Linked DNA regions of Mus musculus: region 2 is linked to region 1. A link is a contact called in public Hi-C data. All regions are on one chromosome and are shown on one strand. The core of a region is the stretch at or near the end of the contact, and the rest is flanking DNA. Distances in the headings are between cores, read along the strand shown.

Evidence for each region. Hi-C and Micro-C count contacts between places; a contact is called where the count stands out from the background.
Region 2: a Hi-C map of bone marrow-derived macrophages shows a contact between it and region 1, with 41 read pairs. The contact joins two enhancer-like sites. A contact is called at or near these places in 3 of 15 datasets of contacts at CTCF or cohesin (the NIH/3T3 cell line, large pre-B cells and pro-B cells), 28 of 484 Hi-C or Micro-C datasets (the 63-12 cell line, the AML12 cell line, CD8 T cells and 20 more) and 8 of 115 datasets of contacts at active chromatin or transcription factors (the HPC-7 cell line, acute myeloid leukemia, embryonic stem cells and 5 more).

The regions. Positions count from the first base shown.
Region 1 is chr8:126,762,390-126,765,089 of GRCm38.p6, forward strand. No RefSeq gene overlaps it. Among named protein-coding and RNA genes, the nearest start is that of Gm45805, 5.4 kb to the left of the region's middle. Within about 2 kb of position 1,377, at least 60 of the 459 cell types and tissues checked have an H3K27ac peak or open chromatin away from gene starts, as enhancers often do. A contact at or near this core is called in the 63-12 cell line, ECoMG-derived neutrophils, the G1E-ER4 cell line and 1 more, where this site is marked.
Region 2 is chr8:126,899,656-126,902,355 of GRCm38.p6, forward strand. All of the region lies in intron 1 of Gm31718 (a long non-coding RNA gene), which reads right to left. Among named protein-coding and RNA genes, the nearest start is that of Gm31718, 7.4 kb to the right of the region's middle. Within about 2 kb of position 1,401, at least 47 of the 459 cell types and tissues checked have an H3K27ac peak or open chromatin away from gene starts, as enhancers often do. A contact at or near this core is called in the 63-12 cell line, ECoMG-derived neutrophils, the G1E-ER4 cell line and 1 more, where this site is marked.

The sequences.
Region 1 (2,700 bases), core at 127-2,626:
TGTGGGTCTGTTGTCCCACTGCAGCAGAGGGCTGTGTTGATGCACAGCGACTGGAGATCATGCTAAGAGGTCTGTGGCACGTGCTGTCTCCAGAAACCATGTCTAAGTCCATGATCCATGCTCCCGCTGGCTGTGAAGGACAAGGAAGCCACTTTTGCCTTGGTATTAATGACTGCAGACCCACAATTGAGAAAGAGAGACATAGAAGGTTTCTGGCAACCCTTACCCCACCCCATCCACAAAAGTAACAGCCTGGACAGAAAGCCACCAAAGAGGACTCTTAAAATATTTGATAAGGATGCTGAGGTATAGCTAGCCACAGATGATGGCTTCTGGCTGGGGTGTAGACGCAGAAGGACTCAATTTTCTTTAAGGGGCTGGCCACTAGGAATGTGACCACCATGCTCCAGTGAGTATTTGGGCGATACAAATTGAACTTGGTTTTTTGGTTTGTTTCCTCCTCTTCCTCCCTCTCCTCCTCCTCCTCTTCTCCTTCTCCTTTTCTTCCTTCCTTCCTTCCTTTCTTTCTTTCTTTTTTTTGGGGGGAGGGGGGTAGGGAGTAGGTCACAAGTCAGGGTGGGAGGACCTGGGATGATTGGAAAGAGAGTGTTCATGATGTGAAATACCCAAATAATCCATAAAAATATTATGAAAAATTAAACTGTTCGATGAGGGGCAGAGCATAGTTTTATAAGAGGAAGGGCCTGGGTCTGAGTCTCAGAGCCCATGAGAAGCTGGGGATGACCACATTGGTGTTTGCAATTCCAGCACTGGGGAGCTGGAAAGGGGGAGATTCCTGACGGTCTTGGCAATCAGATGAGTTACAGGCCACTGAGGGACTCTGTCTCTAAAAGCCAAGTGAAAGTACCTTTGGAACAACACTCGAGGTGAACACGTGGTCTTCATATGCATGCACACATATGAGCACACACACACACAAGTCACCTACAGGTAATATGAAGTCCACTTTGCACATGTGAGTAGGACATTTTCTTTGAAGTCTATCAACATAAATTTCCCCAGTGGGCCCAGGGTATCCTTTCTCAGACAGGACAGGAGAATGGTGTTGCAGGCTGGAGGGAAATGTTCAGAAAACCATCTTCAAATCAGCTTCGAGTGAGCATGCCTGAGTATTCTCCTTCTTCCTCTGATTGTTCCTCACTCTCATCCATATGGTGACAGCCTCTGACCATCCCTCTCCCGCTAGAACCAGCTGTGGTTCTCAGAGGTGGAGGAGATGCACGCAATTGTCTCTGAGGGCCACATGCCCTCTCCCTTCCTCCTGGTTCTCCTTAGCCTCTTAGTGAGCAATGATGTTCCTGCCCAGCACTGCTCTCCCCACCCCCTCAGTGCAGAGATGCACATTTCGGGGAAATAAAAAGGAGAACAAACCTCTCTCCTTTGCTTCCCAGGAGAGGAGGCTGACCACAGAGGCAGACTTGTTGGCCGATGCCCAATGCTCCAGATGAACCATTCGGCGAACGTCCACTTCCAGGAAACTGAACCCACAAAACAAGAATCACACTGCAGACATGCTAGGCAAGCAATGGGCTGTGAGCACAATGAAGAGAAATCGGACAATGGTGGCCATGCAGATCCCTGACTGCTGCTGCAGGGAAAGACCTGACAATTGCTTTCTCCACACAGGGTCTGAACTTTCTAAGTCAAGACCTTGGTAGTCAGCTAGGAGCTGGACTTACGGGGAAGGGAGGACATTTCTCCAGGTGTGACAGATGTTGGATATGCTGGCACATCTCTAGGCAGGTACAGAAAAACAAATCAGAAAGTAATTTTCCTTTTGCACCTATTGCTTATCCAACCTCTGGTTTGGGCAGACCTGACTAGAAATACACAACGCCCAGGGCCATGTTTGCAGGGTTGTCCATGTGGCTGATGAAATGTCCTTCTGAGGTAGCAGCTAGCTTCCTCCACAGTGATCCAAGCAAACAGAGTGGAAAACACCACCTATACATGACCAGGTCTCAGAGGTCACACAAGGTCATTTCCACAGTACCCTGTCAGGTTCCAGGGTCAGTCCTCCTCTGTGTGGGAGGGGATTCATGATCTGAGTACTAAGAAGCAAGACTTCTAGGATCAGCCCAGAGCCCTTCAGCTACCATGGAATGTGCCAGAAGGAAGACCTTTGACCAGCTGGCAGTTATCCCACAGGGACCTTGCAGTCCCCACACTGCTCTGCCTCCTTATCTGTGGTCTTCCTGTGTTGTCAGTGTGCTCAGGAGAGGATGGGAGGCTCCTGGGTATCAAAGAATAATAGATCCAATGTTAACTTCTTCAAATAGACCAAATAACACCACAGAGGGCCAAGGTTGGCTGCAGCCCAACCTCTCTCCTTCCCTCTCCAAGGGCCCATTGAAATGTTGGAGCTTAGTTCAGACATGGTGGCTGACTATCAAATGGATGGAACAGCCTAGGATATAGAAATGCTGGGGACTTCACTAGAAACTCTTTCAACCTGGCTCCTGAGTCTGAGGAGCCCCTGGAGAATTGAAACAAATAGAAACAATGATAATAATTAGCTCAGGTGAAAATCTGCAGGAGCAGTCAACAGGTCCAACAACAAGGATGGATCAGAACCGGTGGGGAGACACATCACCCTCCAGTAGAGAAACAGTCACTACCATGCCATCTGTCTTCATTCACAATTCTAATGTGATCTCAATATTAATATAAACTCATTTT
Region 2 (2,700 bases), core at 151-2,650, 140 kb after region 1:
CAGGACCACATCTTGACCAGGCCTACTTACCTGTGAATAACTCTTGCCCTCTATGTAAACCTGAACCTCATCTGGACCCTGCAGATGGACCCAGGTTCCCTGGATCTCTTTGTTCCTCTTCTCAAAGAGACCCCACTGGATAAATCTCCTTTCTCAGCTTTTTACTATGATTGTCTTTCTAACTGTTGTAGTGATTTGGAGAACTACCAGGACCCAGACCTCAATTTTAACAATGCCTGTAACAGCATTGCATGCCCTCTGACCAACTGTGCCTGCAGTTACAATTCTCTTACCAATGACTGAGTTTATGACTTGGTTGGTTTTTTTTTTTTTAATGGTATTAGTTGGAACTGAACACGCTCTGAAAAGTGCGCCAATTACGTCAGCGATCGAGGAAAAAAAAAAAAAAAACACTAACCTCCCTCCATGTGGCCAGCTTTATCGTTCTGATACTGCAAGCTCCTGCAAGGTGCCTGGGGTTAATTAACTGCTTCAGAGGAAATCACATTGATCTGTATAAGCCATGAGTACCTGCCTGTCCTTCTTGCAGAAACCAATCTGGTGGCATCTCCTGGTCCCACTGCTTCCAGATGAAGGACTCTGAGTTACAGACTGCCTCCCCTACCCCCTCTGATCCTCCTGCTCCCCTGGGTAATCCATTACCCACAGTGACTCAGCTGCCTAGAGGCATCTGGGACAATCTGATGACCCTGTTCACCTACACTGCACTCATCTGATACTGTGAGAGCCTCTCACCTTCCCCTCATGGGAACCCCAGCAGCAGCAGCAATGGCTGCAGTGTGGAGCCCTGCCTGAGGCCTGGCATTCGTGTCTGAAGAACCCTCCAACCACTATTAAAGCCACCTTTTCTCAGCCACCTTTTCTCAATGCAAAACGAAACACAAAACCCACACACAACACTGCAGCCAAGTGCTCCGTGAGTGCCTTTTGGGGCAGAGTATGTAGTCATGTCATCTTCCTCTGGTTAAGATGGAAAGATCTCTGGTGGGGAGGAGATAGGACATGAGGAGATGGCTTAGCCCAACAAGACACTTGCTGCAGAGCTGGCAACCTGAGGCCCATCCTCAGGACCCACCTAGTAGAAGGAGGAGACCAACTCCCAAAAGTTGTCCTCTGATGGCCAGTAGCCCCCTCCACAAATGGCCTGGTCGGTGGCCAACAACATCCTATGATGAGAACCACAGGAACCTTCCTTGCCAGGCAAGGCAAAGCCATCTTGAATCAAGGACAAGATTATGTTTTATAACTTCAAGAGGCTCTATAACCAGGAAGTGCAGTGAAACACAACACACCTGAGGGAGGCCTGCCAGCTCTCAGAGGCCCTGCCTTTCTTTCTACAGGTGCTGTGGAGACTCACTGACAAGCCTGCTCAATTTCTGAGTTCTAATTTAGAAAGTGACTTTTTCTTTCTTAACATGGCTATGCCTGGCATCTCAATCTCTTCAAGTCCCTCCCTCCCTCCCTCTTTCCCTCCTTCCCTCCCTCCTTCCCTCTCCCCTCCCTCTCTCCCCTCCCTCCCCACACTCCCCCCTACGGATGCCTCACAGCAGCTGCTTGAAGATTTCCATTGCTTAACCTGCCCACTTTCCTGACCTCAAACTCAAAAAAAAAGCACAATTTCCTCTTTTTCCTCTTCTTGTGGCAGCTGACTGACCCTGCTGGCTTTCTATCTATAATTCTTTTTTTTAAAAGATTTATTTATTATTATATGTAAGTACACTGTAGCTGTCTTCAGACACACCAAAAGAGGGCATCCGATCTCATTATGGATGGTTGTGAGCCATCATGTGGTTGCTGGGATTTGAACTCAGGACCTCTGGAAGAGCAGTCAGTGCTGAGCCATCTCTCCAGCCCCTCTATCTATAATTCTAACAATTTTTTCAAGTTTTCTTTTGAATCCATCTTAAATTTCTTTATCTGTGAGACAAGAGAAGGAGCCTGAGTTCCAATCTGGTTGCCTTCTGGAAGTGGGGTCATCTGTGAAGGGAAGGGAATTGGGGCTGCAAAGAGTGTACAGCAACAGCAGAGACAGGCAGGTGAGGCTACACAGCCCTGCCTCAGGTCTGAGGTCATGGCCTCTGTTCCCAGGCTGCCCAAGGTCTGAGAGTTCCCTAGATGTTTGTCCACCTGTTTGAGTAACAGAGCCCTGTCTTGTCCCCATAAAGAAAGGGCTGTAGTCCACACAGTGATATGCAAATGGTGTTTACCCAGGTGGGGCACCTTGTGAGACAGGCTCTGGCAGAGTCCTACACTTAAGGTCACTTTATGCCAATGTTCTACTTCTTCTCTGGGCTTTAAAGGGAACCTCTGGGTCTAACCACAGTACGATGAACATACACAGAATTAGTTGGAAGAAGGGAAGAGGAGATGTGAGGGTAAGAGGAAGAGAGACAGAGAATGAAGTAGCTCTGAGTACAATGTCTGTCTAGCTCACACAATAGAATAAATACACACAACAGAGTAAAAAGAAAAAAGTCCTGGGCTTGCTACAACTGGCCAGACGAAATCTTCCTCTGAGGTAGTGGTCCTTAATCTTCCTAAAGCTGCGACCCTTTAATGCAGTTCCTCATGTTGTGGTGACCCCCAACCATGAAATTATTTCATTGCTACTTCATAACTGTAATTCTGCTGCTGTTATGAACCGTAATGTAAATATCTGATATCTTATTTGTGACCCCT